2 separate regions of the Danio rerio genome follow, and region 1 is linked to region 2. Evidence: chromatin contacts called from public Hi-C data. All regions are on one chromosome and are shown on one strand. Each heading gives the region's core, a stretch centred on a gene start, on an enhancer-like site or on the middle of the called end of the contact. The rest is flanking DNA. Distances are from core to core; before and after follow the strand shown.

The links. A called contact is a pair of places that touch in the nucleus more often than the background predicts.
Region 1: a contact with region 2 is called in a Hi-C map of fibroblasts, with 5 times the contacts expected there. The contact joins two enhancer-like sites. A contact is called at or near these places in 11 of 18 Hi-C or Micro-C datasets (caudal fin, embryo, fibroblasts and 3 more) and 1 of 4 datasets of contacts at active chromatin or transcription factors (caudal fin).

What each region holds. Positions count from the first base shown.
Region 1 is chr6:46,662,494-46,666,885 of GRCz12tu, reverse strand. shq1 (SHQ1, H/ACA ribonucleoprotein assembly factor) reads left to right here. Exons shown (of 12, transcript NM_001080600.2): 8 at 3,253-3,410; 9 at 4,244-4,297. Among named protein-coding and RNA genes, the nearest start is that of shq1, 19 kb to the left of the region's middle. Within about 2 kb of position 2,810, at least 23 of the 62 cell types and tissues checked have an H3K27ac peak or open chromatin away from gene starts, as enhancers often do.
Region 2 is chr6:46,503,000-46,507,533 of GRCz12tu, reverse strand. It overlaps LOC141386347 (a long non-coding RNA gene), which reads left to right. Exons shown (of 3, transcript XR_012408176.1): 2 at 2,196-2,382; 3 at 4,326-4,534. Among named protein-coding and RNA genes, the nearest start is that of rybpb, 62 kb to the left of the region's middle. Within about 2 kb of position 2,278, at least 3 of the 62 cell types and tissues checked have an H3K27ac peak or open chromatin away from gene starts, as enhancers often do.

The DNA.
Region 1 (4,392 bases), core at 1,561-4,060, 160 kb before region 2:
CGGTGGTGCACTTGCTTTCCCATGTGTATCGGGTATCTTCACACTCTGAGTCCCAGTGGAGATGACAGCCTCACCGTATGTGTTTATGCATGTATGCGCTTCATTATTCCACTCCCCCATCTCACTCCAATAGCTGTTTGTGTTCTGTGGTCTGGGCACCTGTGTGGTGTCAGATGTTGTTATTGCATTTTTTGCCAGAGAATGAATGACAGCATTCAAAAAAAGAAGGCAAACACGTCCTGTGTCCAATAATTTGAGCTTTGGAAATGTGTCAAGTAATCTCAAATAAAACAAATTCATTATTGATGCCTATAAACTGTGAGAACGTCTGTAGATGAAGTTACTTTAGGAAATCTAGATGTAGTTATGAGTTAATTGAACAAAATCAGTAAAGTTAAGTCACGGTAATCCATTTTTATTTTGAAGTAGAGACAAGCTGTCATAACCTTTTGTTGGTCTTGGTGGAGCTCAAGATTTATTTAAAATGTCCCAGCACCTATTTTTGATGAAACAAAACTGCATGGTGGCCGATGATGGTGCTGTTTTCCTATATCTCTTTGCTGTCTAAGTCTTAATAGCTTTGTGTGAAGAACAAGCCAATTCATTGACACTGACATATGTTCAAATCTGGCTGCTTCACAATACATGAGAACTCCTTTGTTTTCGTACAGCTGGAAATGCAATTCACTCGGCACCATGGAAGAAAAATGAGGAGGAGGTGAAGAAAATGCACACTTAATTGGTTCTCTTGTGTATTGTCTGTAGGCTAGCTTTGAAATAAGGCAAGATTTTTAGTTACGCATACACTAGTATTAGGAGAATCATTGAAGACTTTTATTTCATATTAGAACACTATTGTTGTTATTTATGTAAAAGCAGCCCTGTTGGGGATATATATATATAATAAATCAGTGTCTCTTAACCATGTTCCTGAAAGACCACCAGTTCTGCACATTTTCCATGACTGTTTTTCATTCCAAGAACGCAGAGAACCGATTTGTATGGAGTCAATCTAGGGCTATATATACTTGACAAATAAAAAAAGTTTTGCAAACAAAAAATAAAGTAATGAGCAAAAATTTAATGCAATCTCCAAAAATCGCAAAGCAAAAATATTTTTTGAGCAATAAAAATTAAATTTGCTACTAAAAAAAGAACTGCAAATAAACATCAAACAGTACAGAAAAACTAAAATATCTGCCAAAAAAAAAAAAAAAACACCTTGATGATACTTTGTCTCCAGCTGATGATGTTGCTTAAGTGAAAGCAACGTAAAGTGCAAAGAGAAAACAGCATCGCAAACTCACGATTGACTAAAAGCTAATCAAAATGAGCATCGCAATTGACTTAATGGTTTTTGTAAAAATTTGTAAACAAATTTGAATACGAATTTCAACAAATAAACACCCTTAATTTGTTTATACCTTTTATTAAGATTTTTTATGGTAATGTTTACTTTCACTGGTGCATTTAGGGAAACTCTTGAGATAAATAAGATATATCTCTGAACTTTAATATTAAATCTATATGAAATGCTGTGCTTCCCACCTCGCAATGACTTCTGGGGCATCTAGAGCGAGTTCAGTGCTCAAATCTGCATCGACGCATCCTCGATACCAAGAACACATCCGGGAATGTCTTGCGTTCTTGAGTTTTGAAACTAAACTTTGATGGTTAAAGATGATGTCACATGAGGACGCAATATTGCTGAAGAACGCATATTGAGAAACGGCCCATGTGTCCTTAACCAAACACATCTGATTCAGATCAGCTCAATAGCAGAGACTCAGAGAGTTGTAATGACTGTGACAAAGCATGCAGCGTTGGTGATCCTCTTAGAACGTGGTTGAGAAACAGTGCATTAAATGATGTCACCTAATTTTGAGTTATGTCATTTTTTTTTATTTTTCGAATGGGTTTTAATGTTATTCATTTGACATTTTAAGTCATCATCATTTTTATGACTTATTTATTTACTTATTTATGTGGAGAAAATAGGTTTTCATGCCATATTCCAAATTGGCTCACCTTTCATTGCATATCAAGATGTGTAGATGTATTTGATTTCAGACTTATTTTGGAGCATGTTTTTGGAGAATATGCAAACTCCACACAGAAATGCCAACTGACCCAGCCGGGGCTCGAACCAGCGACCTTCTTGCTAGATTATGTACAACTAATATCAGTGAGTAATGCATTTAGATTAAACTTAAATCTGTCAGATGATTTGAGATTGCTTGGAATGCACAGGCTTATTTTATTTATTTTTAGCTACATCTATCCACCTGTGGTGTTTTCTTTGGCATGGATTTTCACAACCCCTGGTCACCTTTTACTTGTAATGTTTTGAATAGAGCAGCATGATCTTACACGTTTGGAATGAAGGTGATTTGTGCAGTGTTAAGAGTTCAGTTACACACACACACACACATACACACATACACACACACACACACATACACACACACACACACACACACACACACACACACACACACACACACACACACACACACACACACACAAAGCTGCCAGTGAGTATTTACAGACAGACATGGTGTAATATAAAGAGAAGACTAGAGCAGGGGTGGAGCTGAACTCCCTCCTGAGCTCCTGGTTTTGGTCTCCCAAGAGTCTGTGTTTCCTGCCAGGCAAAGGCAGCTGTGTTAGAGGGTAAATCAGGTAGAGGAGGAAAATGGTGGAGCTGTTTAGTCGTCATGTCGCTGGAATTCAGCAGCTCCCAACAGAGCCAGAAGTCGACCTCTGCCAGCACTAGCTTTAAGTCTGTGTGTGTGTGTGTGTATGGACATGCAAGCATGCACACGAGGGCCTCTATCAGGGGCAGGGCTGCAGCCAAGCAGGGGATCACTTTCAGCTGCTACTAAAGTGCTGACTTGCCCTTTTCTTCCTCTCTCTCGCTGCCCTGCCTTCAACTCCTTCCTCCCTGGTGCAGTATCAAGTCAGTTTAGGGCATCAATCAAGCTCTGTAACTAAGCTCTTCCCGTGCAGTAACTTTACTATGCTTCAAAAGCCTCGCCTCCGACTCTGATTTAAAAATAATTGTGGGGAACATGCTTTTGTTTCTTAAATCTCTCAGAGGAGCAGAGGCATCCATCATTCCCTTGCTGGAGCACTGCCATTAAACTTGTTTTTCAGGGTGAATTTGTCAGATATCGGCTTTGACTGTATCTCCCTGAGATAACTTGATGAACAACAATGAATGTCTCTCTTTCTCTGTCTCTTTACCTCCAGCTATGACTTTCACAGAAGAGGAAAGGGAGCAGATGAGGAGATTCACAAACCGCTCGTACTTGCTGGATAAGAAAGCGCGCTTTCATGTCTGGTTGGGTTTGGTGGACATCATCTTGGCGTACGTCTATGATGTGCGCACTACAGAGGGAGAGCACAATGTAAGTGCACCTTTGAATGCCACAGACATCTCTCTGCGAGTAAGTGGGTTTGGCGTGCCCAAGTTGGCATTTTCACATGCAACAAAGCTCCAGGAAGTTAATACATTCCTGTAATGTTTTCCAGACAGTCGCAAGAATCTTTTTGGTGTGTGATGCACATGGCTGTAATTGTATGGAAAATATGAAAACCGTTGTTCTGTTTTAAAACGCGGCTTCTGAATCTGAAGTGATCAAATGTTGCAAGGGCGTCGGTTGTGAAGGGGTCTGTTGGATCGGCTCCCAAACTTTCGACATATGTTAGAAGTGCACTGGAAATCTGGGCTTTGATTCAATAAAAATAGCTAGAAAACATATCAGACCTTCTTAAAACATTCTCTTGTCTAAAGTGATACATTCAGCTATGGAGCTGTGGCTTACTGGTTAGCGCTAGGGATCACTGAAGCATGGTGCTTGTGTGATTGACTACAGTTTTTAATCCAGTGTCGTTTCCTGTCAGTGTAATTTTTTTTAACCCGATTGACTAAATTAAAAGGTAACACTTTATTCTGATGGTCCATTTGAGTATCAGTAGAATGTTTGCTTAATATCTGCTTATACTGCTCCTTTAAAACACATTTAACTGGCTATAAGAAACCTTGCAAGTACATGTCAACTTACACTAACCCCAACAGTCTACTTAAAATGTAATGGGAATGTTTTGCAATGCAACTAAAATTCAACAAACGGACCATCAAAATAAAGTGTGACCAATGAAAAAGTACATAGGGTCAAATAAAACACAATAGTTTTTTTTTTTTTTAATTTTTTATCACTGACACTGTTGTGATTTGCAGGTAGAGTCAGCATGGACCATCAGGAAGCTCAGTGGGACTCTCAGCTGGCTGGAGGTATGTTCCTTAATTAGCACATCAAAACATCATGGAATGTAAAAACAGGCGAATGGGAAGGATGATTTAAAGTTATAATTTACCCTTAAATGAAA
Region 2 (4,534 bases), core at 1,029-3,528:
AAATCATTCAAAAGAATTATTGACTTCTGCTGTCTTCATTTGTTTCAAAAACACAGATTTTTTTACAATTTAAAACAACATCTTTGTCGCATTGACCCAGAGACTGTTTAGATGCATGTTACTGATGAGAAAATGACAGACGTTTACTGTATGATGACCAAAATGGCCTTAAACACCCAGCAGACACAAGACGTCAAAATGAAACCAGATTGACATTTTACCCTAATATCGTGGGGATGTTGCTTCTTGTTTGGAAATAAAAATCGAGTTTACATCAGAACCCAATGTCAGGCCGACGTCAATGTCCAACGTCCTACCTGAAATCAACCAAATATCAACGTCTAACAGCTTGCCGTTGTGTAGACGTTACCACTATGATGTCATGTTGGCTTGCCATACCTGACGAATAAATTTCAGTATTTGTCATCAATATGACATTGTTTAAGATGTTGGCTTGACGTTGGATTTCGCTCTTCAGAAACTTATGGGTGATGTCACGGTTAATATGCCCATATTTTTTATAGTCTATGTTTCAAACCCATAGGAAATTTGAACAGATTTTTTTCATATAACCACTTTAATAAAAAAAAAAAAAAAAGATTGAGGTAAAGCAGATAAATTGAAGAAGATTAAAGTTCCACAATAATACAACCTCAGATATATCCAGTCTGGTGAATTAGTGCGTGTTCACAGTGTATTATGGTCTATAGTGTAACCTCAGTAATGTGAACCCCTTGCATGACTGGCAGACAGAATTGTTACTAATTCTCTTAATTTTGCAATGAGTGACTTTGCATTGGAACCCTCTCTTTATCACGTTTAATGCAAGCGCTTTATCATTTCAAGTAATTACCACTCAGCAAATGCTTTCTCGTTGCCAGCCAGTGCAATGTGTAATCATTCCTGACCCACTCGCTGATCTGCTCCTATTAAGTATCTGAACTGCATAATGTGAGGCCCTGACCGCTAAATAATTAATGAGAATAAATTGCACCAAATGCAACCTCCATTTATCTGAGTGCTAATAACTTAGATTTTAACCGCCTGGCTCCAATGTCACGGCTGGCCAGCCAATGTGTACAAGTCCAAAACAAACACACACATGCAAAGATATATATTAGTGCTTCTCTCTTCATTAACTGTGCAAATATGAATTCATCACTCTGTGAATGCATAGCCACTTAAAGTAAGCAATTTATTGTTGGGTGTAGCTTTATTTGACCATGTTTAGATTGGAATTTCACGTCGGTGTAGACAATTACAGTATAAATGATGTTGTGGGAGCATTTGGATGGTTTTCATATTTGTTACAGTACAGTCAATTCAAAATGCTTGATTAAAAAAACAAATAATATTTTTTTCTTTCTTTCGGTGAGTTTGTTTCTTTATTTCTTTCTGCATGTTTGTTTTATTTCTTTTTTCTTTCTTTCTGTTTTTTTTGTCTGTTCGTATTTTTGCTGGTTTCTTTCTTTTTTCTTTCTGTTTGTTTGTTTCTTTTGTTCTTTCTTTCTTTTTACTTCATTTCTGTTTGTTTCTTTTTTCTTTTTTCTATCTGTTTGTTTCTTTGTTTGTTTGTTTTCTTTCTGTTTGTTTGTTTATTTGTTTGTTTGTTTGTTTCTTTTTGTTTCTTTCGTTTTTCTTTTTTTCTGTTTGTTTATTTGTTCTTTCTTTCTTTTTTCTTTCTTTCTTTCTTTCTTTCTTTCTTTCTTTCTTTCTTTCTTTCTTTTTTCTTTCTTTCTTTTTTCTGTTTGTTTGTTTTTGGTTGTTTCTTTTTTCCTATTTTTACTTTCTCTTTCAGTCATTCTCTTTCTTTCTTTCTTTCTTTCTTTCTTTCTTTCTTTCTTTCTTTCTTTCTTTCTTTCTTTCTTTCTTTCTTTCTTTCTTTCTTTCTTTCTTTCTTTCTTTGTTTTCTAAAGAGAAAAGCATATTTTACCATTTTAAAAATATATTTTGCGTGTATTAATTCATGATTTATATATGTATTTTTATATTGCAATACGTATATCAGTGAATTCAAATCTGATAATTATGATTTCAATCACCACCACCACCACCACCACCACCACCCTTTTACAAGTATTAGGAACACAAATAGCACCATTTTCTTAGAATGAGCCCAAAACGTTTGTATTTCTGTGAAGTAGAAGTTGCTCCTCATTCATGTATGGTCTCTCTTTCTGTCTCTGTTGTATAAGGTAATGCAGTTGCAGGATAAGCAACACCGTTATTCATGCAACATCGCGGGCCATAGGAACAAGCAGAGCAGCCTACTCTATATGAGTTTCCATGTGAGTCATATCCAAAGTAAACTTCTCCGAACCTCGGCCAAGAAGGTCTCATGAGTTGGGAAAGAGGTGGAGACAAAGAGAAGGAAAAGACGAGGTAAGGCAACATAAACTCATTCACCGCTTCCTCGGGGGGATGAGGGTTGTTTGTGCAGCGGTCGGCTTCTGTGAGGGTGGCCTTACTCTGTCATCTTCAAACATTTTCAACAAGCCAAGAAGAGGATGTTATCTTTTTAAGCCTTGTTACATGATGAAGACGAAGATAAGATGAGCTCATTCATAATACAGGTTTTCACAGCAGTATCGTAGAAGACTATCCGCTATTGCTGTCTTAGTTAATACTGCAAGTTTAAAGGTTGGAAATTACAAGGACATTTTGTGTCTGAATGGTAAAGTAGGGTTAGGTCATAATCATTTACGTACATTGATTTAGTATATTTATAGTAAATCTTAATAATCAATCATCTGTTCAACTGCAACCCCATCATCACAATTACTGCAGAAGACCTATTGGAACCCATGTGGACCCAAGATTCTCACAGAAATCAGTCAAGTTTGATTAAGGGGAAATCATGTTTTGGGGTTACATTCAGTATGGTGGAGTACGAGAGATCTGCAGAGTGGATGGCGACATCAACAGTCTGAGGTATCAAGACATTTGTGCTGCCATTACAATACAAACCACAGGAGAAGGCAAATTCTTTAGCAGGATAGCGCTCCTCCTCATACTTCACAGTTCCTGAAAGTAAAGAATGTCAAGGTGCTCCAGGATTGGCCAGCCCAGCCACCAGACTTGAACATTATTGAGCATGTCTGGGGTAAGATGGAGGAGGCATTAAAGATGAATCCAAAGAATGTTAATGAACTCTGGGAGTCCTGCAAGAACCCTTTCCTTGCCATTCTAGATTACTTTTTTAAAAAGTTATGTCAGTCCTTGTGGAAATGTATGGATGCAGTCTTCCAAGCTCATGGGAGTCATACACAATATTAATTCTTTTTTCACTGCAGCATGACTTTATATTCTATACTGTATATTATTTCTGTTAAGTGACAAGACTTTTGTCTTTGCAAAGTCAGACCTTACTGTTCTAATTAAGTAATTGAAAATCAAGGCATGATGATCATATTTTATTTTGGTTAAATAAGCGTAATCTAGAGGCCTTTGCCTTTTATATAAGCCACTTCTGATACTAAATGATCAACTAGAAGTCATTATTATGAAGATCTTAGTTGTTGTTCCTGAAACTTGGTTATGCAAAAAGACTTGTGACTATATCTGTGTGTCAAATATGTTTTAAGTTAATAACTGTTATTTATAAACGCGTGGTAAACTGCTGGCAACACATGCATATGTACATCTGCACGTTTCATTGTTTGTGCAAGTTGTTTACATTTTTGGCTATTTTACTATTGATAATTGAAATAACTTAAATAATTTGGCAAAGTGACATTGAACCTGGTCAGGACCTGCAAAGAACTACAGTATCATGCACAAATACCACAAGTGCAATTAGAAAGATGGCTTCTTATGCTTTCAAATCACTATTATTAGACTTCAGTCATGGGAGAAATGGTCATGCCCAACTGAGCCTGGTTTCTCTCGAGGGTTATTTCCTTCACTTTCGCCTGTTGGTGAAGTTTGTTCCTCGCCGCTGTTGCCACTGCATTGTTCGGGACTGAACTCAACTGAAACTGAACTTCAACTGTGAAAACTGGACTGACACTGTTTCAATTTACTATAATCTTCTATGCGAAGCTGCTTTTACACACTCTACATTGTCAAAGTGCTATAGAAATAAAGATGAATTGAATTAGGGACATAACCTAAAATCCAAAAATCTCCCATTTTAATTTAACGGAGTCTAGCATCCCTGCAGATTTTCAGGTCTTCCTTTATTTCTCTCATTATTTGTATCTACTTTCTTTGACAGTACAGTCAAACTTTTCCCTCACCGAGTCTCTCTGCAAGCTATCAGTAATATGATAATAAGAAATGTGATGTGATTTTGCCCAATGCTGACCGCATTATTCTTCGACCAGCTCTGACCTTTGATGGGAATGGATCTTATCATCTCCGGGCGCCGCCTCTCTTGGGAGCCTTTGGGATTTCACAGGCATACCAATCATCTGCTGTCCAACGGAGGGAAGCTTCAGGAGACCATTATGCTTACAATATTGGTGGAGAGTTATGGCTCTACTTTGTATTTAGGCTCTCTGGGTTACATTTATCTTTTTTATCGCAGTTGCAT